Linked DNA regions of Sus scrofa: all the other regions are linked to region 4. Evidence: chromatin contacts called from public HiChIP or PLAC-seq data. All regions are on one chromosome and are shown on one strand. Each heading gives the region's core, a stretch centred on a gene start, on an enhancer-like site or on the middle of the called end of the contact. The rest is flanking DNA. Distances are from core to core; before and after follow the strand shown. Region 1 overlaps PDHX (pyruvate dehydrogenase protein X component, mitochondrial). Region 2 holds the start of PDHX (pyruvate dehydrogenase protein X component, mitochondrial). Region 3 has its middle 83 kb from the start of MIR1343. Region 4 overlaps SLC1A2 (excitatory amino acid transporter 2).

The links. HiChIP or PLAC-seq counts read pairs in DNA pulled down with a chosen protein or histone mark.
Region 1: an H3K27ac HiChIP or PLAC-seq map of alveolar macrophages shows a contact between it and region 4. The contact joins two enhancer-like sites. A contact is called at or near these places in 2 of 47 Hi-C or Micro-C datasets (embryonic fibroblasts and skeletal muscle) and 1 of 2 datasets of contacts at active chromatin or transcription factors (alveolar macrophages).
Region 2: an H3K27ac HiChIP or PLAC-seq map of alveolar macrophages shows a contact between it and region 4. The contact joins the promoter of PDHX here to the enhancer-like site in region 4. A contact is called at or near these places in 2 of 5 promoter capture datasets (fetal skeletal muscle and liver), 3 of 47 Hi-C or Micro-C datasets (embryonic fibroblasts, liver and skeletal muscle) and 2 of 2 datasets of contacts at active chromatin or transcription factors (alveolar macrophages and skeletal muscle).
Region 3: an H3K27ac HiChIP or PLAC-seq map of alveolar macrophages shows a contact between it and region 4. The contact joins two enhancer-like sites. A contact is called at or near these places in 4 of 47 Hi-C or Micro-C datasets (epiblast stem cells and liver) and 1 of 2 datasets of contacts at active chromatin or transcription factors (alveolar macrophages).

The regions. Positions count from the first base shown.
Region 1 is chr2:26,008,234-26,015,148 of Sscrofa11.1, reverse strand. PDHX (pyruvate dehydrogenase protein X component, mitochondrial) reads left to right here. Exons shown (of 13, transcript XM_003122869.4): 13 at 1-195. Among named protein-coding and RNA genes, the nearest start is that of MIR1343, 55 kb to the left of the region's middle. Within about 2 kb of position 2,523, at least 16 of the 83 cell types and tissues checked have an H3K27ac peak or open chromatin away from gene starts, as enhancers often do. A contact at or near this core is called in alveolar macrophages, where this site is marked.
Region 2 is chr2:26,093,397-26,100,823 of Sscrofa11.1, reverse strand. It overlaps PDHX (pyruvate dehydrogenase protein X component, mitochondrial), which reads left to right and starts at 5,929. Exons shown (of 13, transcript XM_003122869.4): 1 at 5,929-6,131. The coding sequence starts at 5,978. It overlaps APIP (methylthioribulose-1-phosphate dehydratase), which reads right to left and starts at 5,804. Exons shown (of 8, transcript XM_003122870.3): 1 at 5,549-5,804. The coding sequence starts at 5,605.
Region 3 is chr2:25,980,515-25,987,155 of Sscrofa11.1, reverse strand. No RefSeq gene overlaps it. Among named protein-coding and RNA genes, the nearest start is that of MIR1343, 83 kb to the left of the region's middle. Within about 2 kb of position 2,320, at least 18 of the 83 cell types and tissues checked have an H3K27ac peak or open chromatin away from gene starts, as enhancers often do. A contact at or near this core is called in alveolar macrophages, where this site is marked.
Region 4 is chr2:25,670,426-25,676,900 of Sscrofa11.1, reverse strand. All of the region lies in intron 1 of SLC1A2 (excitatory amino acid transporter 2), which reads right to left. Among named protein-coding and RNA genes, the nearest start is that of SLC1A2, 70 kb to the right of the region's middle. Within about 2 kb of position 4,435, at least 6 of the 83 cell types and tissues checked have an H3K27ac peak or open chromatin away from gene starts, as enhancers often do. A contact at or near this core is called in alveolar macrophages, where this site is marked.

The DNA of each region.
Region 1 (6,915 bases), core at 1,274-3,773, 340 kb before region 4:
ACTATAGTTAAAATACCTAAATAAAATTCAGAAATAAACTGCTCACCTTCATACTGAGTTGGAACATATTTTAAAAAATTATGCTATTTCCTACCAAACATTTTAAGTTAGTTTTGATGTAAACACAAAATGTTGTTTCATAGTGCATTTTAATCATGTTTATATTGCAAAATAAAAATGTAAAAAAAAAGTAAACATTTGTGTTGTATTTTACATGTTAGGGCACAGAGATTTAGTGCCTTGAAGTAGATTAGTAATTTCCCTGGAACAGTTTAAAAGGGACTCTATAGGAGGAAAAAGAATTTAAAATTACAGTTGACCCTTGAATCACTCAGGGTTAGGGGTGTGGACCCATGAAATGGAAAATCTGTGTGTAAGTTTATGGTTGACTCTCATATCCATGGTTCCCCATCTGGGGATTCAGTCATCTAGGGCTCGAGTAGGTCTACAGTACGTATGGATTGAAGAAACTCTGTGTATAATCAGACATGCGCAGTTCAAAACCATGTTCAAGGGTCCACTGTAAAATTAGGAAAATAATGGATGTGGAGTGTAAAACTTTGGAAAGAGAGTAGAAGGCCTATGAAGCTTGTGAGAACTGTCCCTTTTATTCCATTGATAAGATGAAAATTTGCCCGATTGTTGTAAAGGTTAGAAGAGCTTAATATCTCTCTTTTAACAACTCTGCTACATCTGACAAGGTAATCATAACCAGAGTGGGATGATGATTTAAATAACCAGTCACAGAAAGACTCATGTTCGTGTTTGCTGCCATGAATCACCAAGAGAGTGACTGTGTCGTCCAAGCTGTGTGCTATGGCACGATGAGCAAGTTAGGCTCTCACAAAAGAGCTTTCTGAAATGCTTAGAGCCCCAGTACATCAACTGCTAAGAAATGCTTATTCCACTCAATTTTAACAAGCCGTTTTTTATAAACAATCTCCAGACCTTTTGTCATATTGAGTTATACTGCAAATTGTAACCAAGTGCTATTTACAAAATAACTTTGATGAGTTACATTGATTTTCAGTCAGTTTTAACTAAAATTTTTTTTCTCTTAATTTTTATATCTGAGGAATAGGGCATGAGACAGCCGTAGGTCACCATCAATCCCTGGGAGTTCTGTTTTTCCAGTGGTCGACACACTTAAACTCTAGTGCATCTGTTTCCCTGTAGGTGACATGGGCGATGATCCCCACTCCCGCCTGCCTTAGAGAGCTGCGGCGAACCGCGCAGGAGAAATGCTGTATAAATTCAAGACATTTCCATTCTTCGTGGATGTCACAGCCAGGTTTTCACGTAATCAGTTGTTTCTCATGGTTTGACTTTTGGTGCAAATGCCCATTCATTCTGACTAAAAGTATTTTCTCCAATGTGTTACGCTGCTTAGGTTTATGTAAGAAATTGCCATTTCTAAAAATAATTCTGTTGCAGCATGAGGTCAGAGAATAACACGGATTTGAGAAGAGGGTGTGGTGCCCTTGACTGGGATCGTAGCAGAGAATGAACTGTGTGCTGTATGAGCAGACTGTCTCCCACATTATAAATTTATATTTATTTATTTATACTTATATTGTATAAATATACAATATATATTTATACAATATATTTATTTTGTATTTATATTTATTTGTACTTTTACCCTCATTTAAATAAGGGAAATGACCTAAATGTTGGGAAGACTTTTACAGAAAAAGCAACACATTTAGTTAATACCTGAAAATATCAAGGAGTGTTAGAATTTCAAAGTCAAAACAGCTCCGCTTCTCCCTAACCGCAACTTCTAGTTAACATTTCCAGCTACAGTTTGTTCATTGACCATTTTTGTGGAAGATTAAGATCTTCAGTACACAGCTGGCCAGACTCCCTTGTTTAAAACATTACTAAGAATTTTCTGTATTCTGGTAGAATGATCTTTTATGCACTGTCAAATGAACCTTCTTAGAATTTTCTTTTCTTTTTGCATTTTGGACTTAATATCATACTAAATTGTACAGGCCAGCTGTTGCAAAAGTAAAACTAGTTTCCTAACCTTTTATTGAAAGATAGGTGGTGCTCTAAGTTAATATGTTGTAGTTAGAGTGTGGGAGAAAAATTACAATGGCAGTTAACTTTTAGTTTTCAAGGAAAATTTGTCCTCATTACCCATTGCATCATGACGGACTTTATCTCAGGCGAAGTGGAGCAATGAAAGAACCAAGTGTGCTGCAGGTAAGAATTAACCATTATTTATAATGTGCTGTTATTAACGGGAAACTCTTGTTGACTTTTGAAAAGGGAAGTAACAGGGCACACTTAACTTTAGGATTAGTCTGGCCATTGTATGCAAAGGAAGTCAAAACAGGGTCAAGGGCAACCGTCAGCAGAACCAGCTAGAAGCATTTGCTATAATGAAAGCTTCAGTGAATTAGATTCGTACCAGGTCAGGTGGCTTTAAAGAAGGGAGAAATGTAAGAATATTTGACATGTTTGTTTGCTGTGGTATATTAGAAATCCACAGGTGGGTGTGTGCCTTCAGGGAATGCGGCAACAGTGATGCTGTTCCCCAGTGCAAAACACAAGTCCTCCACGGCCCCCATCACCAGTGTATAAAAGGTTAAGATTCTGATGTGTTATGTTCAGCAAGTGGTGTATTTCAGGATTAGACTGTTCATAAATGGGAAACGCAGCAGTCCTCTAATAAAATCATTGTAAATAGTTATAGATTGTTTTCGAAATTGACATTCTAGGGTCTCTTATTGATTTCAAGAGCTGGGGACAGGCAGGATGTAGTTTGTCTAGACTCGCGTAATATTGAAGACACCATTTAATTGAAATTATAAGGTATATAAAGATGTATTTTGAAAAACCATTAGCCTCTGTTAGTGGCAGTCTTTTATTTCTTTGATCATATAAAGTTTACTTTCACTTTTTATCATTTATCTGTATTTGCAAACAAATCCAAGCAGTCTTTTTTTTGTGGGGGGAGGGGCTCACCTGCGGCATACGGAGGTTCCCAGGCTAGGGGTCTAATTGGAGCTACAGCTGCTGGCCTACACCATAGCCGCAGCCACGCCAGATCCAAGCCCCGTCTGCAACCTTCACCACAACTCATGGCAGCACTGGATCCTTAACCCACTGAGCGAGATCAGGGATCAAACCCACAACCTCATGGATCCCAGTTGCATTTGTTTCTGCTGCAGGAACTCCCCAAGCAGTCTTTTTCTTCCCAGTTAAGTAGCTACTTTTTAAACCTCTAATTTTAACCTCTGCTATGTATGATATATACTGTTAAGAGAAACTTGGACTTTTATTAAAAGCTGAGAAATTATTAGCAAAATCATAAATTAGTGATGATTTCCCTTTATTCACACCTTAAATAACTTATTTTCCTGAAATGTCTTTGTTTATGAAATTATTACTCCTGTCACTAAAAAAATAGGTCTTTAAAAATAAGATAAAATTATTAGTCATAGCACTTCATAAAGCGTAAAGTATTATATAAATAGGTCAATTTTTTTTTTCCTGCTGTACAGCATGGGGATCAAGTTACTCTTACATGTATACAGTTTTCCCCCACCCTTTGTTTTGTTGCAATATGAGTATCTAGACATAGTTTTCAATGCTACTCAGCAGGATCTCCTTATAAGTTGTATCTGATAACCCCAAGCTCCTGATCCCTCCCACTCCCTCCCTCTCCCATCTGGCAGCCACAAATCTATTCTCCAAGTCCGTGATTTTCTTTTCTGTGGAGATGTTCATTTGTGCTGGATATTAGACTCCAGTTATAAGAAATATCATATGGTATTTGTCTTTGTCTTTCTGACTCATTTCACTCAGTTCCATCCATGTTGCTGCAAATGGCATTATGGCATTCTTTTTTATGGCTGAGTAGTATTCCATTGTGTATATATACCACATCTTCCGAATCCAATCATCTGTTGATGGACATTTGGGTTGTTTCCATGTCCTGGCTATTGTGAATAGTGCTGCAATGAACATGCGGGTGCATGTGTCTCTTTTAAGTAGAGTTTTTTTGTCTGGATATATGCCCAAGAGAGGGATTGTGGGGTCATATGGAAGTTCTATGTATAGATTTCTAAGGTATCTCCAAACTGTTATCCATAGTGGCTGTACCAGTTTACATTCCCACCAGCAGTGCAGGAGGGTTCCCTTTTCTCCACAGCCCCTCCAGCACTTGTTATTTGTGGACTTATTAATGATGGCCATTCTGACTGGTGTGAGGTGGTATCTCATGGTAGTTTTGATTTGCATTTCTCTTATAATCAGCGATGTTGAGCATTTTTTCATGTGTTTGCTGGCCATCTGTGTATCTTCCTTGGAGAACAGTCTATTCAGGTCTTTTGCCCATTTTTCCATTGATTGATTGGCTTTTTTGCTGTTGAGTTGTATAAGTTGCTTGTATATTCTAGAGATTAAGCCCTTGTCGGTTGCATCATTTGAAACTATTTTCTCCCATTCTGTAAATTGTCTTTTTGTTTTCTTTTGGGTTTCCTTTGCTGTGCAAAAGCTTTTCAGTTTGATTAGGTCCCATTGGTTTATTTTTGCTTTTATTTCTATTGCTTTGGGAGACTGACCTGAGAAAATATTCATGAGGTTGATGTCAGAGAGTGTTTTGCCTCTGTTCTCTTCTAGGAGTTTGATGGTGTTAAATAGGTCAAATTTTTAATCACGAAAGTAGCACTTGTTCTACACTTCCTATCAGCAGTGTGATAAGGAGTGGCATTTATCAGGCAGCTGTAGGATGGTACTTAATAAATTACTGTCCTTCTCAATGGAGTACTGGTCGTACTTTATTTCCAATGAGTACTCCATTTCTAAATAGAGTAGTCTATGTACTTTATTTCCCAAGTTTGCGCACATAAATCAAGAGTACTTTAAGCCTGGTTTCAGCTTCTTCTATAAATTACTGTGCTCTCGGTAAAAACCTTGTTTCTGCGCCTCAATATTCTCTTACCTTTAAAATGAGGAAACAGGAAGGAAAATTAACAGTTGCTTATCTTGTTTAATCTTCTCAATTCTGTAACGTAGGTATATCCTACTTTACAACCATCATCACAAGACAGGAAAAGGAAACAAGCTTGGGGATTATGTTACTGAACCAAAGGCACACAGCTCAGAAAGGTCACAACTGGGATTTGAACCTAGGTCTTTGCAGCATCAAAATTCAAGCTCACCACATTGCAGTATACCGCTTCCTAGGCTGTCTTATTGCTGATGAGGTAGTTCTCTATTCAGAGATGGCATTTTCCACTTGTAGTAATTGAAGGTCCTGTTCTTCTGTAGTAAAATGTGTCTCAATATGACCACCCTTAAATCAATGCATATTTTCTCTGTACTAGTTCTCTCTGTGATTGTACACAGAAAGTGCTAGAGATTTTTGTTTTCATTACAGACAACTACTGTTAACCTGAAATGCTGAAGTTAAATGTCATAACTTCTACCCCTGAATAGAAGGCTTAGAAAAATAAAAGCTTCCACGAAATTAGGGACTTAGTACCTCTAAGGATTAAAAAAAAAAAAAAAATGATGTAGAACATTTTACTTTACATAGATGTCCTTAATCCACGTTCGTTACGAGCTAAAGTTCATTACATCAGTTTTTCTTTTGAAGGCTCTGGGCTTCTATTTTGATGACTGTATCAGTCAGGGTCCATACTTCTCTTTTGACCACCTTACCAGTCAGTGTCCAATGTGTGCAGCCTATGCGTGACAGATTCATTGCATTGCCCAGGCCAGGTCTGTCTGCAGTCGCTGGGAAATGCAAGGCCACCCTGCTGGGCACAGGTCAGCCCCAGCTACTGGGCTGGTGCACTGAGGAGGTCATGGTGGGACAGCAAGTTGGGGACCTGGAGCACATGGTGTCTGTGTTGGGAGGGCCCTGTGGGAAGGTGGTCACCAGGCTGAGCTGGGACTGCCATTCTGGGCACGTGCAGGGGCAGAGCATCACTGGATGCTGTTCCACACCTGATGAGTAGCCAGCAGCAGCTAGAACTGACAGTGTCTCTCAGGTGCCTTCTGCTGAGAAACTTACCATGCTTGCTATAAAGGAGAAATGCTTGGAAGTGTCATCAGTTTGTGCAGTAGTTCAGAGCAGCTGTCAAGGTACCACTGAATCTTAGAAATGATAAATTGGTGGCTGGCACCACAGCCCAGCCAGACAGGCTGGGAAGTAAAATGTGATCTTATAATTTGGAATAACGCCAAACAATAAGGCATCTCAGTAAGGTATAGCAATCTATGTTAGACCTACTTTGTGGGTAGAACTTATTTCCAATAAATTCACCTATTTGTTAGGCGAGACATTAAGATGTGACACAAAAGAGATATTGAGATATTACTCATTCAGCAATGGTGAGCGTCTGCTGTGTGCCGGCACTGAGGATTCATAGCTAATGGTCCCTACCTTCAGTCAGCTTAAACTCTGGCCAAGTAAAATGCAGTTCAGTAAGTTCTGTAATCAGAGTCCGTGCCTAGGGCCTGGGTTGAGTGGATAGCTTCATAGAGGAAGTAACATTTGAAGCAGGTTTTTACATTGCTGGTTATAACCATCTCCTTTTGGTTTCTGGTCTCTCTAATTTTAGTAGCCAGATATTTAGCACCTGTTATTACAAGCTCAGCAGTTCATTTTCAGTACCTGGACATATCATTATAACTTTTAACTCCAACAAAGCTTAGAAACTTAATGGGAAGGACGGCTACCCAGTGGTGAGTTGCATGGCAGAGAGAGGTTTACACCCTGCCACTTGCCAAGAAAATGTTCTTTGCCAGCTCATCATGCCTAGAGAAAGAGGCTGATGTAGGAAGAAAGGCTCATGCTTTGTGTAATGGAAAGGTGTTTTAACACCTCCACTTTCCTCCCTCTTCTCCAGCCCCTACTTTTTTGAAGGTGTCTTATGTGTGCAAATGCATTTT
Region 2 (7,427 bases), core at 4,680-7,179, 420 kb before region 4:
TTAGTTAATATTTAGTTCTCTCCTGAATGTCAATATTACTTGTCTTTTTTTTTTCTTTTTTCTTTTTACAGCCAGACTTGGAAGTTGTAGGTGTCAAATCGGAGCTGCAGCTGAGTACATGGCAACACCGGATCTGAGCTGCATCTATGGCTCTATGACCCTATGTGGTCACGAGATCCTTAACCCACTGAGCGAAGCCACGGATCCAACTTGCATCCTCAAAGAGACATGTCAGGTCCTTAACTGGCTAAGCTGCAGTGGAAACTCCATACTTGTCTGTTCTTGTTAGGTCTGGCTTTCACGTAGAAAAAGAATTTTGAAAGACATATCTACAGATGGATTACAATCAACTTCTTACAGTGGAGGTGCCATACAGTGAGGATAAAATATTTGACAGTATTTTGTATATATTAAAAACACTAAAGTCTAGAAAGTTTTTGAGTCAATACATCATTTTCCCAATTTTTCAATCTACTCATTTTAAGGAAATCAGCCTCCAATGTCACTGAGATGACCCACTCACAGTCCTCAATGATTCAAATCCCCTCCCCAACCATTTCTTGCAATTTATTTATTTATTTATTTATTTAGTTGTTGTTGTTGTTGTTGCTATTTCTTGGGCCGCTCCCGCGGCATATGGAGGTTCCCAGGCTAGGGGTTGAATCGGAGCTGTAGCCACCGGCCTACGCCAGAGCCACAGCAACGCAGGATCCGAGCCGCGTCTGCAACCTACACCACAGCTCACGGCAACGCTGGATCCTTAACCCACTGAGCAAGGGCAGGGACCGAACCCGCAACCTCATGGTTCCTAGTCGGATTCGTTAACCACTGCGCCACGACGGGAACTCCTTTTCCTGCAATTTAAACAAAACAGAGGCATGTATTTCTCAGGTAGAGGTTTTCCGGGGCGGGGGGGGAGTGACTCTCATACAGACATGAAATATACACGTGTCAAAGGTATTATTTAACCCTTTGATTAATGAGGAAACCAAGAAGATGATATGACTGTGTCCAAAGAGAATTCAAAACACACACACATAAAAGTAATCAATAATCCTGGATTTACAAATAAAAACTGGACAAGATCTGCGCAGGAATAAACTGAATCTCTGTAACACAACTTGCATTTCTATGAACAATAACTGCATTGCCTTCAGCATTCAACAGTTTACAGACCTGTCAAATAGTGCATAGAGAGCCTCAAGGCACGTGGCAGTCTCTTTTGCTCATTTCAGTCTAAGTTTTTCCTGACACTGGCCTAAGGAAGGGACAAGAGGCAGGCACAAGCAAGGTGTCAGCGTTTTCTGGCTCTGGTCATTGCTTCTTTCAGCACATCTGTTTCATTCTCCTCTCTGTGCAGACTGGTTTTCTCTACAACTTCACCTCCACCAAAAGTCCTATTTTTCCCTCCCACCTTCACCAAACTAAAAATTCCTCTTACCAGTTAAGGATGACTAGAAATCAGAAGACGATGGGCCTGGCTTTAGCTTTGACCCACACTAGCTAAGTACCCTATGGCAAGTCAGTGACCCTTTCTAAGTGTCGGTTTCCTTAGATTAATAATCTGGATTGGTGATTCCCAGGCTTGTGAATTTCAAGACCAGTAGTTTCCATTGCTGTTTTTTAAGTTTTAGGGACAGATAGAAGGTTGTCAAGTTATGATATTAATCATATTTAACCATCTATTTTCACAGTCTTCAAAAAAAGTGCATTTTTTTTTACATTAAAGAGTAGGTAGGATAATGTCAGAATAAAAGATAGTCCTTTAAATTGAATGCAATTAATATTGTGAAATCCACTTTTCCATTATCCTTATTTTTCTTATTGAGTAATAGTCCAGTAAAAACTCTCAGGGATTTATATTTGAGGATTCCGATTATTTTTTCCTCCTTGCCTACAATTTCTTTTTCTCCAGCGTACCTTTCACTCTTAGTACTAAAATAACACACTACTTTAGTCAGTGAGCTCCATTCCTCAAATACCACCTGCTTAGTTTGTAATTTAAGTCCTTCTGTTTTCTTGCCCCAACTTTGCAAATATTTTCTTTCACATTTTTACATGAACCTCTCAGTTCTAGTCAACATAGTTGCAGTAATTGACCTCCAGGATGGCTCTTAATGATCTCTGCGCCCTGGTGTTCACACCCTGGCTTAGAGTTCATCCTACACTATATGCAGCTGGTCTGTGTGAAGGCAGCTTAAGAGGTCAAGAGTATGTCACTTCTGATGGCAGCTTACTAAAGACTATCACTTCTGTCCTGGCTGCTCTCTCTCAGGTCACTTGCGCTGGAGGAATCCAGCTGCCATATTTTAAGGGTACTCAGCTCAAGTGATGAATAACGTATGAGGGACAGAAGCCTGCCAACAACTGTGTGAGTGAGCTTGGAAGCAGACCCCAGCTGCAGTAACGTTTTGAGATGCCTGCAGCTCCGGCTGATGGCTTGACTGCCAATTTATGAGAAACCCTGAGCTAAACTCTCCTGGATTCCTAATCCTCAGAAACTGTGTGAGGCAACGCTTGTGTGTATCCCTACATTTGGGGATACTTGTTACATAGCAGTAGATGTCTAAGACACACTTTCCTGCCAGCCAAGAACACACTTTTTTCTCTTTGCTCGGTTATTGCTCATGTGGGATCTCCATTCATCCCAGCTCTGGCGGTCAAACTCCTGCTCATGAGCCTTTACACCAGGCTTCTGATTCACATCCCCTAGGATTCCTTCTCTTATCATTTCAGCAGGAAGTGATCATTCCTTCCTCAAACTCTGCACCGTGGCATTTGCTCTATGTAGATTTTTGGGTATTTATGCTATAGCCCTCATTCATTCATTCAGCAGAACTTTACTGATGGCCCTGAAGAAATAAACAAGAGTAAGATAAAATCTTTACATTTGGGGGCTCTAACTCTAGTAAAGAAGTTATTAACAGTTGTGAAGTGACAAAGCAGTGTAGAAAACATGATGGTCCAGGGCATTATTGGAGTAGAAGCTACTGGTGTAAGGGAGCAGGAGTTAGAAAGGCTTCAGAGAGGAAGGGATGCTGAGCTGAGTTTTTAATTTTTGTTTTTTTGTCATTTTAGGGCCGTACCTGTGGCATTATGTAAGTTTCCAGGCTAGGGGTAGAATTGGAGCTGTAGCTGCTGGCCTATACCACAGCCACAGTCAAAGCAAACTGGGATCGGAGCCACGTCTATGACCTATACCACAGCTCACAGCAACGCTGGATCCTTAACCCTCTGAGCGAGCCCAGGGATCGAACTCGTTTCCTCATGGATACTAGTCTGGTACGTTACCGCTGAGCCATGACAGGAACTCCCCTGAGCTGAGTTCTAATGAAGGAGATGAGGTGTGAAGGTAGATGAAGAGGAGAAAGGGCATTTTCGTCAGACAGAACTCTGAGTAGTTGGAACTGGAATTAGGTTCTGTGAGATGGAGAGGGGACGGGAAAAGACTATAAGGATTGCCCATGCTATGCACAGGAGTTTGGACTTTATGCTCTAGATGGTTGATAACCACTGAGCAGTTTTAAATAAAAGATGACACGATCAGATTTTATTTTTGAAACATTTCTACGTGGCAGTAGAGAGAAGAGGCTAAAGGGTGATGATCAAGAAAGGAGCAGACCATCAGAGAGGCTGTGGAAACAGCTTCAAAATGAAATTGTAAGGGAGCGATGGCAGAGATGGATTTGGAAGATAATTAAGTTAAATAGACAGAGTTCCCGTCGTGGCACAGGGGAAGTGAATCCGACTAGGACCAAGAGGTTGCGGGTTCGATCCCTGGCCTCGTTCAATGGGTTAAGCATCCTGGCGTTGCCGTGAGCTGTGGTGTAGGTCGCAGACACAGCTCAGATTCCCAGCTGCTGTGGCTATGGTGTAGGGCCAGCAGCTGTAGTTCTGATTGGACCCGTAGCCTGGAATCTCCATATGCCATGCATGCAGTGTGTGCAGCCCTAAAAAAAAAAAAAGTTAAATAGAAAGGATGGACTTTGGGTAAGAAAACTGAAGGAAAGGAAGGCTTCAAGGAATTCCAAGTTTTCAGTTGGCTGAGCAGCTAAGTGGTTAGTGATGCGGTCATAAATATTTGAGTGCCTACCATGCATCAAGCACATCCTGGAAGTTCAGCCATGAATAAGACAAAGTCTCCGCACTGAAGGAATTTATACTCTAGGAAGCAGTTTTAAAAAAGTGATGTTGACTGAAAAAAAAAGGCACAGTGTGAGTCATGAGTTAAATTTTATTTGAGGCAAAATGAGGCCTGGGAGACAGCCTCTCAGCGCCGAGGGAGGAACTGCTAGAAGCGGGGGGGGGGAGTTCAGTATATATGTGATTTGGGGAAGGTGGATACCTGAAATCAAGCACCTGCTTCTGCAGAGGATTTCACTAATCATGAGGAGCAGATGGCACCATTAATGATCTTACTGCTCTTCTAGATATGAGAAGACACAAGAAATTGGGGTCATAAAATCTCCTGAAAATATCTAACTATCAGAAGGCCTAGTCTGCCAGTTTTTCACAGAACACAGAGTGCCTCATTCCTGATCTCCCTGGCCTTCTTTCAAGAGTGTGCTGAAGGTCAGCGGCTGACTGCAGCGGCTAATGACCTAAACCTTGTGGAGGCAGCGGGTGGGTGACAATTTTTAGTTGGCAGTGAAAAGAGGAATAAATACGTAAATTGTAATAAGTGAGAGGAAGAAAACAAGTGACTTTGCTCATCTCTGGAAAGTCATTTATTCACAGAAATACTGGCTGATAAGTTTTTCCTAATAAAATCTGCCACCTTTTACTTTTTAATTGGGACCTTCTGCCCCAAGGAAGAATAACAGGAGGAATAAAGAATCAGGTCGTGATTTGAGGGGGAATTCCCAGTCTCTTCAGCAGCGCTTCTCACTTGTAATGGTTTACTGGTCTAGCTCTCCTCCAGAACCCAGGCCATTGTCTTAATTACCACCCTGAGCACATGGGTGTTCCATAAATTGTTGGCATGCAGAAGTGAATGAAAAGTTATGTGCAGCCCGAGGGTGGAATCTTCCTGTGACTTCTGCTTAAGGAAAAATCCTTCCTAGATCATCCCACAACCAATCTAAACAGAAGCAGGCAAAGAGCAACTTGCGCAGAGAAAGTGCCAGCTACTGAACAGATCCGGCTCGGGGACGTTTCCCAAGTACCTACTACGCGCCAAATGTCAGGCTGGTCGCCAGGGCGCAGAAGAGCTCATAGTCTGAGCTCCGTTTCACCCGCGGCTTCACGTTTCCCCGGTCTTCATGAGAAGTTACTTTGAAATACACACTTAATACCGCTCTCCTCCGTTATTTTTCCTTATTCAAGGTTTGGTGCCCAGCTCCTGTCTCCAGAGAACCCCAGCCGGTGGAGCAAAGACCTCAGCGGGAGCCGGGGACTTAGGTCAGCACCCGCAGCGGAAACCGCGGTGCGCGAGGGTCCCGTTGGGTCCGGCCCGAAACCCCACCCCGCCCGCGCCTAGCTTCCGCCGCCGAGCCCCGCAGGCGCCTCGCTTCCAGGGAATAGAAGGCGCCGGCGGCCCCGCCCCTACCTGCGCGAGGCATTGCCGCGAGCTACAGTCTCCCTCTGGAGCGTGACAGCCAGACATGGCCGGGAGCAGAGGTACCCGCGCCCTCCGGTCTTCGCAAGGCTTTGCTCCCGGCCCTCAGTTGGGGCTAACACGGCGAGGCCAGAAATGCAATCAGGCGGTGTGGAGGGCAGTCCGGAGGCGGGGCGGACAAGACGAAAGGCGGGTCCGGGAGGGCCTCGCTGACCGGAGGCCCAACCGCGCAGCCTCATGACCGGGAGGCGAGGCCAACGAGTTTGGAGGCGGAGCTAGAAGAGCTGCTTGATTCCTGCGGTTTACGAGTCGCGGGCGTCCAGGGGGCGTGTCCAACGGGGTGGGAGGCGGGGCCTTGTAGGGCCTTGATGACTGGGCGAACAGGCTGTGCTGAGGGCAGCCCGCGAGAAGGCTGGGAAGATGGCGGCCTCCTGGAGGCTAGGCTGTGACCCGCGGGTGATGCGTTGCCTCCTGGGCTTTGGCAACTGCCCGGGGCTGGTGAAGGGAGCTGCTGGATGGTCTCTCGGCCGCGGAGCTAGTTGGAGATGGTATCACAGCACGCAGTCTCTTTGGGGTGAGTGGCCGGGACGCGCTCAGCTCCTCTGTGCATCTGAGCAACGGGCCTGGGGCAGGGGCTTTTTGATTAAGGGCCTGCACCTGGGTGTGGAGGTGCCCGGAGCCTCCCCGCTCCCTTGGCTTTGTCTCGGGGAGGGTTCTGCTGACTTGGCCTCGTGCATGCCGCAAAGGGTTTTTTGGAAGCTAGGAGAATTTGACTCCGTTCCCTGGCCTCCTGGTTGGTATGGCTTCTCCGTGACCTTGCCTTGGATTTGGGGTTGTGCGGCCTCTCTCAAGCCCCTTCCTAGTCATTGTTAGTTTCCTTTAGAGTTGTCAAGTTGCCCAAGTTTGCTGAGATTTAGACGTCACGTTAGTGGTTTTTATTCATTGTTTTCACCCTTGTCTACTGGAAGATCTTAGAGGCCAGCGGGGTTGCCTCACGCGAGTACTGGTAAAGGACTCAATTTGTAAATGTCTAGGCATCATAGGCATAGGTCCGGAAAAATGTTTTATGCGAAACATGGCTTGAAAGAGTGGAAATTTAGGGGGAGAAGCTTACCAAGAAGTGTCGACTTAAAGCCAGGCCGCCCAAGTGTTGTGAGTTTTAAGTTTTATTCAGAATATGAGTGAGGATTTTAGCCTGGGAGACAGCCGCTCTGCAGAGGTAGAGAAGCCAGATTGTATGTGAATTTTTTGGCTAGGAGATAAATGCGGTTAGGCATACAGGTTGATAAAAGATTACTGCTAATCACAAAGAGCAGATATCTCAGGTTAATGGTTTTAGTATTTTTCTATGAATGGGAAGATATAAGAATTCAGGATCATTAAAATTCTTCTTGAAATGTGTTTCGAATTATCTAAGGGCCTCTTTATCCAAAACACCCAGTGCTTCATCCTGAATTCCTCTCAGGTTGCACTGTCTGTCGCTGGGCAACTGCAGTGGGTTATGATTTAACCCTTGTAGAACTGGATTTGCCATTGAAATTCTTCATTGTTTACAAAACTTATTGTTGAAAGTTGTCTTTAAGTAGTGATATTGACAGAGCTAACACAATTCCTACGGTGTTTAATGGTATATACTGTAGTGTGCCCTGCATTATTTTTCTTTACATGAGGATGGGGGTGGGGCGGATTTTGAGTGTGATGTATTTTCTGCCAGTCTTTAGTCACTCCTCCGCAGGATGAATTGTAATATGAAAAATTAGGTGCAGTAGGCATTGCCCACATATTCTGAAGCTCAGAACAGAAGAATATTTACACAAAGTTACAGGGTATGATGAGTGCGCTGAGATTTTATGATCCTGTAATGAGAACA
Region 3 (6,641 bases), core at 1,071-3,570, 310 kb before region 4:
AGTCTTTCAGTTATTTTGATTGCTTATTACTTTTCAGTTAATCTTTTTTATTTCTGGTTGTTTTTCATTGTCTTTGATGTTTTTCATTTCCTCACAAATAGCTTAGGGGTGAATTTATTTTTATTTGTACTGTCCAGTACTCTTGTGTACTTTTTTCTGTCAGAGAACTGAGAACTTGTTTCTTTCTTCAATTCTGGAAATTTCTTCCCTATTATCTTTTTAAAAATTATCCTTTTATCCTACATTCTTGATTCTTTCTTTCTGGAATTCCCATTAAATAAAGGATGACATGTTGTAAAAATACAAGCAACACCATTTATATTGGATGCTTGTGAATGGTAGCATTTACAACTGAGTAGCATAGCAGCCCGATTTTATATCTGCTGGATTTTCTCAACCTAGCCTCCATATTTTCTGTCTGTTTATATTTGCCATCTGTTCTCTGTGATATATTTTAGACAGTTTTCTCAGTTTTATCTTCCAATTCACTAATTTTCTCAGCAGCACATCTATTTTTCTATTAATTATCTTATTGACTGTGTTTCCATTCAGTTCTTTTTCAAATCTGTCTTTTATTTTACTGTACTATACTCTCCTCTCACTATGAGTCATATTTCTTCCTCCCCCCATTTCCTTAAACTTCTTAATTATTTGAAACATTTCTTTTAGGCTGTTCTACTAGATTTAGATTGTTCTACTAGGTCCAGCTCCTAGGGGGCTAACTATTTTGTTTATAGTGCCTGATGACTCTCTCCTATGGTAGATTATTTATGCACATAGCTTATCATTTTATTTCTGTTGATGTCATAAGCTTCAGCAGGAGGCTTATCTACTCTGGAATTTGGAAGAGTCTGTAAAGAATTGTCTTGTTTTAATTTCTGCTCCTAAGTCTTCTTGGATAGGATTTCTACACAAATAGTAGAATCCCATCAGTACACCTGTGTTTTCTATAGGCTTGGAGTATGTATATCTCAAGTGCATATTTATTCTTCACCTTATGTCCTTGGCAAATGACAGGCTTCCTTTATCTTTTTTTTTTTTTTAACTTTTATGCCAATCATTGTATTTTCATACAATGGATAAATTCTTAAAATTTTTCATGAAAATCAAAACCATACGTTAAATGCAACGCTAAATGTTTTCCGAAAGTAAATAATCACCTTCTAATCTACCAAAAAGTAAATACAGGCCCAACGGTAGGATGTTGTTTTAAATTTAATTTGGCATTGTCCATTTAAAAAGTGATTGGGCTATCTTGATATATCCCCCAGTACCCCTCACGTCACCCACTTACAAAGCAGAACATTCAGCAGAACTTTGAATATTGTTCAGTGATTCTCAACTGTCACTTAATACTGTGCGTAGAAATTCACCAAAAAAAAAAAAAAAAAAAAGAACTAAGGGTTTGGGTTTGCATATGAATTCAGAGGTAGCCTGGGAGTTTGGGGGTTTCTAACTGTGGGCCCCCCAAGCCCTCTTTTTTTGGTGGTATTGACAGCTTCTTGTGAAAAGACAAAATGCCTGTGTTTTGGGTGTGGCTCCCAAATTTGCTTCTGTAAGTAGTGTGACTCATTTGTTGGGCTCACTTAATATAAAGTGGTGGGAAGTTGTGGGAAGAAAACTACTTAGCAGGAGAAAAATATAGTACTTTGGGGGTTTCTAATGGCTTTCCTGAGACGAGGTGTCTGCTGAGCTGAAATGGCATTAACACTTTGAAGGGTGTGTTCTGTGCCTGGCACAAGACATGAAGCTAGTATCATCTGCCGATTTCTACTGGGAAGGAAGGATCCTGACACTGATTGAACACCCGTCGTATGTGGGATCCTGAGCCAGGTGCTTTGCATTAAAAGATAGTGTTTTTTTAATCCTCATTAAAAAACCTTGTTTTATACATAAGGGGGCTAAGATTTAGAAAGATTTGACAGTCTTATTCATGGTTCCATAGCCAGCAAGTAGCTAAGAAAGCTTGGATTTTAAAGCCAATGTTCTTTCAGAATCCACTGGGCCTGGAAGGATGTACAGTAAATTCAGTTCACTGCTGGGAAAGTATGTGAAGGGCTTAAATTAGCAACTGCACCACCTTAAGAAAAGTTAAAGAGAACCCGTGTGTGGCAAAGGGAATTTTTTTTCTAGTAACAATTTTTATCACTTTGTACTTCCTGTGTCTGATGCTCTGTCTCCATAGTGAGGTTGCACCCAGCATGAGTATCCTGGGGCTCCATGAATATTACTCGTCTCTAATGTATTCCCTCAGTCCTTGTACGAGGCCGAATGCTGACGCCTGGGATGAGCCTCAGCAGACGTCAAACTTGTGTGTCATTTTATGAGTGAGAGCTTCTGAGCTGACTCCCATGAGCTGTGACTCACGGGGCTTCTAATTATAACTTGTCCTGGCTTCTCAGATAATGGGCTTGTCTCAATGGTTTCCAGGACAGATTAGATCAGTCCTATATTTTGTGGGTCTTTGGCGTACAGCCAAGTCGTGTTACCCTTTTAGAAACAGAGCGGAGACTGATGTGCTGTCCAGAGTGTGAATGGTGCCGCTAAAGTTTTCACAGTAACTTGACCACACCTCTTAGCAAGTGTTCTCAGGGTTCAGATGCCGGTGGTGGGGTTTGGCAGCCCTGCTTCAGCCCTCAACACTAGAGTGTACAAATCCTAAAAGAGCCTTGGCACCGTGAGAACATTCGTATCCCATGGCTGATGGGTCATAGACTTTACATCCCACAGAACCAGAAACTTAAGAACGAACACCAGAGGCAATAGCAATAGAGAGGGCAAAGAGAGGGCAGACCTAGAACAGAAGGCATGTCATCAGACCTGTGGAAACTGACAGACCATGTACTCGTGGGGCATGTCCTGGTGACGCTGGGAAGTCATTCGGTAGACAGTGCTGGCAATTAGTAGTCTTGCAAGGCACACAGCAAAAGCCTCTGAAACACAGGCTACACTGACACAAATGCAGGGTCTGAAAGCGACCTGAGAGCTCCAGTGTTTAATTAGCACACTTTACAGACCAACCACAGCTCAGAAAGGCGAGCGTTACACAGATGGGTAGAGCCCGCTATTTTTTCAATTCCCCGATTAACATTTTTAATGCACAACAAATACCTAAGTTTTTCCTCCAAGATTAAAATATTTTCCTGTGTTTATGAGTCAGTTGACTAAAACTGAGCTGGGATGGGGCGGTGATTGGGGTCATCTTAAAAGAAGTAGGCAATATAATTCAGGAGTTCCCATCATGGCACAGTGGTTAACGAATCTGACTAGGAACCATGAGGTTGTGGGTTCGATCCCTGGCCTTGCTCAGTGGGTTAAGGATCTAGCATTGCCGTGAGCTGTGGTGTAGGTTGCAACATGGCTTGGATCCCTCGTGGCTGTGGCTGTGGCTGTGGCTGGTAGCTCTAGCTCCAACTAGACCCCTAGCCTGGGAACCTCCATATGCCGCGGGAGCGGCCCTAGAAAAGGCAAAAAGACAAAAAAAAAAAAAAAAAAAAAAGACATAGGCAGTATAATTCAATGGCATATTTCCAGATGTAGAATCTTTAGAATGTGACGCCACATCTCAAGCTGTTTCTCTATGGTTCATGCAGAAATTTTTATAGTGAGCTCAGAGCTCAGGACTTGGAGGGTGAATCTGCACTGAGATTTTTTCTTTTCTGTCCTTCTTGTGTCCCTTCTTTACCTTTGCACCTCATCAACCCTGACCAAATTGCTGAGACAGCTCATGATGGGGTGAGGATGAGAAGGAGTCAGAAAAAGGGCAAGAGGGGCCTGGGGGCAGGTCTCAGCATGAGTTGAACTTGAAAGAGACCAAGACCATATGCCGAATATGAAGGGCCAAAGTCAAAGTAGACCCAAGCTCGGGAGCAGGCAGAGACAAGGTTCCAGAAGAATAGGAGCAAGCCAAGGAGAAGGGTCTGTGGAGGGAACAGCAGAGAGATTGCCAACACTTTCAACTTATAGGAACTACTAGAGCAACAGATTGGAGATCAAGCTTGGTGCGATTGTTCTGTCTGCTCTGGACAACAAATGAACATTAAATGCAGTGTATGTTTGCTCCATATATATTCCAAATGGTTAAAGTACAAGGTTACCAGACTTTCTCATTTCTACCCCTTATGACTGGTGACCTTGGGCACGTCATTTATCTTTTCAGTGTCTCATTTTCCCAGTTTGTAAAATGGGATAAAAACCTGTTAAATGCAAAATAAAGGAACATTGCTTGAACAATGCCTGGGTTGCAGTCAGCAGTCAATAAGTATTAGCTGTTATCACAATGCTATCCCTTATCTTGGACAACTGCCCTGAAAAGCTTTAGGGGTATTCACAGTAAGTACAGATGCAGCTCAAATACAAAAGGCCACAAAGAATATGGGGTTGATTGAATAATTTCTTTTTTTCTGACAATGCCTATAAGGTGTTTTGAGTCTGGAGTATTTAAAACAAAACTTAAAAGTATGCTGGTGGCAGTAGGTTTGGGGGGACCATTCTAAAAACAATATGGATTTCATAAAGCAACTCCATCTAATCCACAATGGCTCGCAGTGTGGGCTTTTGTTTAAACCAGTCATGACACTTAATTAGCTTGCTCTCTGATTATTCTGAGTCTCCAAACTTTTGAAAATCCTCCCTCTGCACTGAAGCTGGAGGGTGGGGAGATGGGAGTGAGAAGTTTTGACCATGCAGCCTTGGACCTCATATTGTGTAACAGACTTTACTGTGTATACATGGAGCTTGATGGTGGCGTGACCTCTTCTCTCAACTTCACTTGTTATCCTACTAGGACCTCTGAGTCCAGAGACTGTTCACTCAATCCCCTCATACTGTGGGTTGAAGGGTCCCTCTCCCCCCACCCTCTTTCTCCTTCCCTCCCTCCCTCTGTTTCTCAGTATTTCTGCCCTCAGTGCTCAACCTACTGGTCAAACTTGGTTTTCTGAGAACTCAAACATCTGCCTTCCTCGCTATGTCAGAGGTGGTTGTTATTCTCAGTGACACAGCTTTCAGGTGGACAGTTCCTAATCCCTTGGTTCTTTGAATCCCTCATGACCAATGGCCACCCCTCCAAATCCACCTCCATCACCCACTCATCGTTTTGTACCTGGACACTGTCCTCACTGGAAAGGATGCTCCATCTGCAACCTGGGTGTCAGAACCCCGTCTCTGGCCATTGGCTCCCACTCTCCATCTCCCTCCTCTATCTGAGATGTCATACTTGATCTCAGAGCCAAAACTTTAATTCCCCAGAGCTGTCTTCCTACACAGCAGCTCTTTTCTTTATTCACATCCCAGCTTATCCCAGCTTGGAGTGTGTGGCTCACTCTTAAAATCTCTCTTGCAAATATCCTCAACTCTCTTGCCTTATCCTTTGTCCTATTCAGCTGGCTCAACCTTAACTCCTTAATGAATTCACCATTCTACCTTCTGTCTTCTCTATGCTTCTCAGAAAAACTAGACATCGTGGGAGAAAAACCAAAGAATTTAGTTCACTGGTTTCACTTAAAATTCATAATCACAAGTTTTAAAAGGTATTTTGCAATTGTACCATTTTTTAATAGCAGTCTATTCCCAGTTTCCAAGGTTTCCAAGATTATTTGTACTCAAAACATACTCTCTTCCTCTCCTTATCTCGGGGGGGAGGGGGTCCCGCTCCCAAATTTCACTAATAAAAGTGACCAGACATGCATAACCTTCTTTTCCCAAAGATAACATAAAAACTACAAGCCTGTCTATGTGACATCATTGTCTTCTAGCCTCCTATTTCAAAGCACAAAGTGTCTTATCTACCCGAGGGCCCCTCTGTCCTGTCTCCTCTCATTCTCTCAAGGATTCTTTAAGCATATTCTTTCCCTCCTGTATCTCTAATTATTTCTACCATGTTATTCCCATTGGTAAATAAATATAATGTAATAGTACTTATCGTAAAAAAACAACACAAACTCCCATCCCTTATTAACTTAACTGTCCTCTCCAGTTCTATTCTTCTTATCCAAAACTCTTGGAAAGCTCCCACATACTCTGTTCCACATCTTCCATTTCATCTCCAACTCATTCTAGACTGGCTTCCATCCCCACTTCTTAAATGAAGTCGCTTTGGTCAAAGTTACCAACGACCTTGAAGTTCAAGAGGTACTTTTCTTGCCACTTTGTTTTCAACCCAGCTGAGCCTCTGCTCCTTGAAATGCTTTCTTTTGCGGACTTCCTTACCTCACCACCTGACCCTTCTCATCCCCTCGATGTCCTAATGATGGGACCCAAGTTCAGTCCTGACATTTTCTGTCGACACATTCATCTCAAGACTTTAAATGTTGTCTGTGTTGGCATAGTCACCTCGATGGTGTTAGCTCCCAAATTCATGTGTCCAGCTTTGATAGCTCTCACAAGGTCTAGACTCTAATAATATTAACTACAGTAATAATCACAAAAGTAAGTAACACTCCACTGTTGACCACATACTAGGTCTGAGTAGAGCACTTTTTAAAAATTATAGTTGAATAGACAACGCTATGCCAATTTCTGCTGTACAGCAAAGTGACCCAGTCATTAAACTCTTTTTCTCATATTGTCTTCCATCATGTTCTATCCTAAAAGATTGGATATAGTTCCCTGTGCTGTAGAGTAGGATCTCACTGCTTATCGAT
Region 4 (6,475 bases), core at 3,186-5,685:
CAGGCTGGTTCTGAGTTTCCAAAAGAGTCGGAAGCCCTTCCCTCAGCCTGGGGGGGCTGAGAAATTAACTTGGGGCAACAGCAGACTCCATCTCCATCGTGGGCCTGCTAACGGCCCAGCCCTCCTCTGTACGGGAAGGGCTTCTGACTCCTAAGCGCTGGTTGGATCAGATCCCAGGGCACTCGGAGTTGGAAGCGACCCAGAGGCACTTTCAGCCTCCAGAAAATGGTAAGAGAATGAGCCTTTCAATTAGGCTTCGCAGCTCTTTTCAGAGAGAGAGCAAGTCACTGACAAATAATTCTGGTTTGTCTCTGAGTTGAGTTTTGAATGCCCCAGAGTAAAAAACTAATAGTGGTCATTTGAAAAAAATAATAAATAGGCAGATTTAAGCAGCGTGCTGAAGCCAGGCAACCCATTCCATGACGTTTACACCTCCTGGTTCCCCAGCCTGTCTCTCTCAGCCACCTCCCCCCACCCCCAGGACTCTCAGTGTTAAGACCATCACACCTCATAATTCTTGCTAAATACCAGGGTTCCAATTACAGCTTCACCATAAAACACTTCATAAAACACGCAGACTTTGCCCCTGCTTTTGCAGACTCAGTCTGGCCTTCCCTCCCTCCTTTCTCCCCTGTGCTCCATACTTTCCCACTCTCAAAGCCCTCTGCCCAGACCTCAGGATTCCTGACCCGGTGCACCTGCTACTACACTGATCAGTAGTGAGTCCTTGTTGCATGGGAATCCTTGGGTGATTTCATTCCTGTTCTCCTAGGCACCAAGCATGACACCATCCAGGAAGGTTGGAGCTTTCACTGTGAAACTGCAGGAGATGGGCACATCTGGGATTGCAAGCTTACCTCCCCTACACACAGTACACTAAGAACTCCACACACACACAAACACAAACACGCGCACACACACACACACACAGAGCAGGACCCAGTGGGGCTAACTATGATCCCCTTACCCACCAGACTCTTTCTTCGTCTCTTAAAAAATAGTTTCATTGTTGGAGTTCCCATCATGGCACAGCAGAAACGAATCCGACAAGGAACCATGAGGTTGTGGGTTCGATCCCTGGCCTTGCTCAGTGGGTTAGGGATCCGGCGTTACCATGAGCTGTTGTGTGCGTCACAGATGTGGCTCGGATCTGCTGTTGCCGTGGCTATGGCGTAGGCTGCCAGCAACAGCTCTGATTAGACCCCTAGCCTGGGACCATCCATATGCTGTGGGTGTGGCCCTAAAAGGACAAAAGACAAAAAAAAAGTTTTATTATATGTTTCCCAGATTACATAAATAATATGCACTTTGTTTACAGAAGGATATAAAAAAAGAAAATGCCCAGTAAATCCCACTGCCAGGAACGTCTAAGTAATAGGGCTTATACCAAGCATTGTTTTAACGGTTTTACACTCATTTAAACCCATTTACTTATTTAAACCTCACAACCACTCTTGAGGGGTGACATTTTTAAGACCCATTTTGCTGATGAGACAATCAAGGTCCAGAGAAATTAAGTAACTTGCCAATGTCTCTTCGTTATTAAGCAGAAGAGCTGGAACTCCAACTCAGACCATGTCCTTAACGCATTTTAATCATGACCATTTTCCATTCGAAGCATCCGTTTCTAAGCCAGATTCTGCTATTCTGGGGTCCAGCCTCACTGGGCTGTTCCTTCTCCAGCCGGCCCTCCAACCCATTCCGAGCTCCCCTAAGGACCACATATCTACCAGACTTGACAGCAAACCAAACAGGAAAAGGGGGCACTTGGTGTGTTCAACAGCTAGTACGTGCACAGGGCTGTGGGGACACAAGGGGTTTGGTCTAATGGCAGAGGCGTGACATATACACAAGAACAATTAACTAGCAGCAGAAACCTGGCCAGGCTCTAGGCTCCTTGAGGGCAGGTTCATGTCGTAATCACTGTGACTCTGAGGAGGCTATTAGGAGCTGTTTGTTGAATGACTGGAGGGGCAAGATAATAAGGGTCTCCGCCCTTGGTTCTTCTCTGAAAGCATAAAGAAGTTGGGAATGACTTTCCAGGTGAAGTGACAGTTCAGCTGAAACTCAGAGGCTGGATAGGTCGTGACAAAGCTGAGAAGAGGGGCAGGGTCGTGCCAACACAAGGGGGCAGGACCCCCATGGCTGACTCGACAGGACCTGGACCCAGGTGCTCCCAGCAGTGGTTCTGGAGGCCCGGAGCCAAGAGTGGGGGGCATGGAGCAAGCTGAAAAGCCCAGTAGGCTCAGGTCTTACAGGTGCTCCGATGCCACAATGACAGAGGTGAGGCTTTGGAAAAAGAGGTATCTGAAGATAAAGATTTGGGAGTTAACCACTTCAATGAGCTCTCCAAGTGAGAGAACAGACAAGAACAAAGACCTTAAAAAGGAGGAGAGTTGAATCTCAGAAAACAACTATTTCTATTTCTGCGGGGAACGAGGAAGAAGAAGAGTCCTCCAAAACACAGACAGAAAGGGGCCGTGAGAGAGCAGGCGAGGCATGAAGGTGTCATGAGAAGTGAGCTTGGGGGGCTTCCCCAAAGCTGGGTTGCTTGGGAGCACTCCCACTAAAGGATCTCCTAGGCTGCACCACCTGACTGATGGGCTGACAACTCAGACTCAGTAACTCAATACAATGAGTTCCCCTTCCTCTCTCAGTGGCCTTTAGACCACCTGAAAGACAAGAATGGATTACACGGCCATCAATTCATGGGAAAAATCCAATCAGCAAGAGTGGCTGTCTATCGCTGAATCCAGCTTCAAAATGAATGAGTCAGGATTAGCAATGAGATCCTGCTGTGTAGCACTGGGAACTATGTCTGGTCATTTATGATGGAGCATGAGAATGTGAGAATAAAGAATGTATACATGTATGTGTAACTGGGTCACCATGCTGTACAGCAGAAAAGTGACAGAACGCTGTAAACCAGCTATAACGGAAAAAAATTAAAAAACATTATATTTAAAAAAAAGAATGAGTAATGATTGATGGGCAATGTCTGCCATGGACACAAAGTTGAGGAGTGGCCATCTATGTGCCCATATTTGCCATCCTTCCCTCAGTAATTTGCATCCACTTTATTTCTTAGCTAGGGACTCATTTAGAGCAAAGATTGTCATATTTATTTTTGTGTCAGGTGGTAGGCACTAGGGAACAGAGACCTCTGTGCTTAATAAATGCTTTTTGTTGTTGCTGTTTTGTTTCTTTGTTTTTATTTTTTATCTTTTTTTTTTTATGGCTACAGCATATGGAAGTTCCCAGGCCAGGGACTGATTCTGAGCCACGGCTGCAGCAACACCGGATCCTTAAACCCACTATGCTGGGCCAGGGATCAAACCTGTCATACCTCAGCACTAATACCAGCTGCTGCAGGTGGATTCTTAACCCACTGCACCACAGCAGGAACTCCTCAATAAATGTTTGTTAAATAAATAATCACACTCATTTATTCCTAAGAAAAATGATGACTAAGAAGCTGGGTGCAGGGGCCCAGGGAGTGAGGAATGAGGCTGGAATTAAGGTGTGGACTATACAGGTGAAAACAAAGATAAAAACCGAGGCCATGGAGTTCCCATTGCAATTCAGCGGTAATGAACCCAACTAAGTATCCATGAGGATGCAGGTTCGATCCCTGGCCCCACTCAGTGGCTTGAGGATCTGGCGTTACCATGAGCTGTGGTGGAGGTCGCAGACACGGCTTGGAGCTGGTGGTGTTGTGGCTGTGGTATAGGCCAGCAGCTGTAGCGATTCGACCCCAAGCCAGGGAACTTCCATGTGTCACGGTGTAACCCTAAAAAAAAAAAGATTTAAAATTTTAAACCAAGGGCACGTTAAAAGGGAGCATTGGGAAGGAATCACAGGTGCAGCGCGAATAAAAGGCCAACAGAACCCCGAGAACAAGGTGTCAAAGGAAATGATGGATTCAGTGGCAGTTTTGTTTGAGGCTTTAGAAACAAGGATTCTTTATGTGGTCTGCAGACCACCAAACCTTGTCCAGCAAAGGCCTGGGGCCTGAAAATCAATAACACAGAGGCTTTTTTCTTCTGAAACCAATGAAACAATCTTCTTCATCTCTGCCCCTTTTCCTCCCTTCCTTTTGTGAGGAAGCAAAAACAAGGAAAGGCCCTTCCCCTCCAGATTTTCAGTGCCCTTTGCTCTGAGCAGCCACCCAGGGACCTTAGAAAGTCCTGGTCTCTCTCATAGTGAAGATGAGAATCTAATGCACTTGCTGTTCACAGGACTCTTGCACTTAAAGGAAGCCTGAGTCAGATGCTTAGATGTTGGGGGTGTGTTTGTCCACAATTCCCTATTTGCTGCCTGCCTGGGAGACGACAGTGTCCGTAACACAAATTCCTTGGGCTTCAACGGGCTTAACAATTGAGCAGCTGAAAAGGCTAGTCTGTTGTGCACTCATTGTCTCCAGCAGGGGGCGGAAGTCTCTAGTTATGAACCTGGTCTCCAGAGGCAGAGACCAGAGTACATAGCCCAGCTCCTTCACTTACCATCTGAGAAACTGGGAGTGAGTTTCGTTGTGTCTCCAGGCCTCAGTTTTTCTCCTTCATGGAAGGAAAGCCCAGAATGAGATGACCCTTGCAGAGGGCTCAGCACATGATATGTATTCAATGGCTACCTGCCAGGAAATAGTGGAGGCTCACTACTGATTTTTAGGACGGACAATCAGAGCACAAGACATCACTCAAACTCCAGAGGCTGAGGGAGCCTTTAACTCTTATTAACCCTTCTTATTCCAGCTTCTTCTTCTTTTGTCTTTTTGCCATTTTTTGGGCCGCTCCCGCAGCATATGGAGGTTCCCAGGCTAGGGGTCGAATCGGAGCTGTAGCCACCGGCCTACGCCAGAGCCACAGCAACGTGGGATCCAAGCCGCGTCTGCAACCTACACCACAGCTCACGGCAACGCCAGATCGTTAACCCACTGAGCAAGGGCAGGGACCGAACCCGCAACCTCATGGTTCCTAGTCAGATTCGTTAACCACTGCGCCACAATGGGAACTCCCCCAGCTTCTTATTTATAGATGGAGAAACCAAGCGACTCTCTTCTTCTTCTTCCTTCCTTCACATTTTGCAGCATGTGGGGGGTGGAAGAGGATGTCAACATTTGTTGAGCAATCTACCAGGAGGCCAGCCAGCATGGTGCTAGGCACCTCCTAGACTCATCTCTTTTAATCCTCACAACAACCCACAAGGTACAGACGCTTAACCAGATCAAGTGAGAAGGTAAAGAGAGACTGGGTCTCTACAGCAGAGCTGAGATTCAAACGCAGGTCTCTCCAACCACCTCCGATGCTTCCCCACTCCTGACTAGAGCCAGAGCTGAACCCCGGTACCTGGGGATGCTTCCACAAAGGCGCATGAAGATGAGATTCCATCCTGGCTTGTCCATCTAAGGTGCACACAAGCTTGGCTGAGCCCAACAAAATCTCTGATGCTCTATTAAAATACTCTAAACGGCCCGTCAAACCCGATTAGAAGATGCCTGGCTGGGGTTGGTGCCTGTCTCTGGTCTGGATCCAGACCCTGGGTGGGTGACCTCACAGCTGGTACTGGAAGCACCCTCCCCTCGAACTTCGAAAGCATCACGCCTGGAAGAAGTCTTAATTCCACTCTTTAGACCACCCATCACCTTGACCCCACCACCTCTCTGGAAGAACGTGTTAAATCCCACCTGCATTTTCACTTCCTTTCAGAGATTTTCTTACAGAATGAACCCATTTACCTGCTATCTGCATAGAATGGAATCAGCTGACCCAGTGCCCATCTGAGACATTCATCATAATAGTATCTACCACTTCTGAGTACTTATCCCGAGCCAGGTCCTGGCCTCCAACGACCCCAAGAAATATGTATGATCATTAGTTCCGCATTATAGATGGGAAAACTGAGCTCTAGAGGGTGGGGTATGTTTATCAAAGTCAGGTTAGCGCGGAGACAGAATCCAAACCAGAAATGCCTTCCCTAGGAGCCCACTGCTCTAGCCAGTGTGTCACGCTTTCTCCGAGGAAGCTGGGGCAGCCTCTCACCCACTCCCCACCTCCCTGCTTGACCAGAGTGTCTCTGATCTCACAGGTGGCACATCGCTTCCTCCTGGGCTGCAGGGTCTGTGTGAACACTCCTGCCAGTGCAGTTTCCAACCAACGCGGACGCATGTGCCACCATTCCTGTTTGCTCAGCCCCGGCCACCGGGAGGTTAACAGACTAAAAACCATCTGGCTTTCAAGTAATACTTCATGACCTCATGTGATACAGTGTCATTGTGAGTACTTTGTGTGTACTTTTCAAATGCAAGATAGAAAACTGCATATGATCACAGTTTTAGGAAAACTGGGCATTGCACCAGGATGTAAAACACACACACACACACAAAATGGCACAAAAGGTTTCCAGTGACTGGAATGATGGGACGATGGATGGATTTTATTTCCTTACTGATCCTCTCCTTTGTGTTCAAACTTTCTAC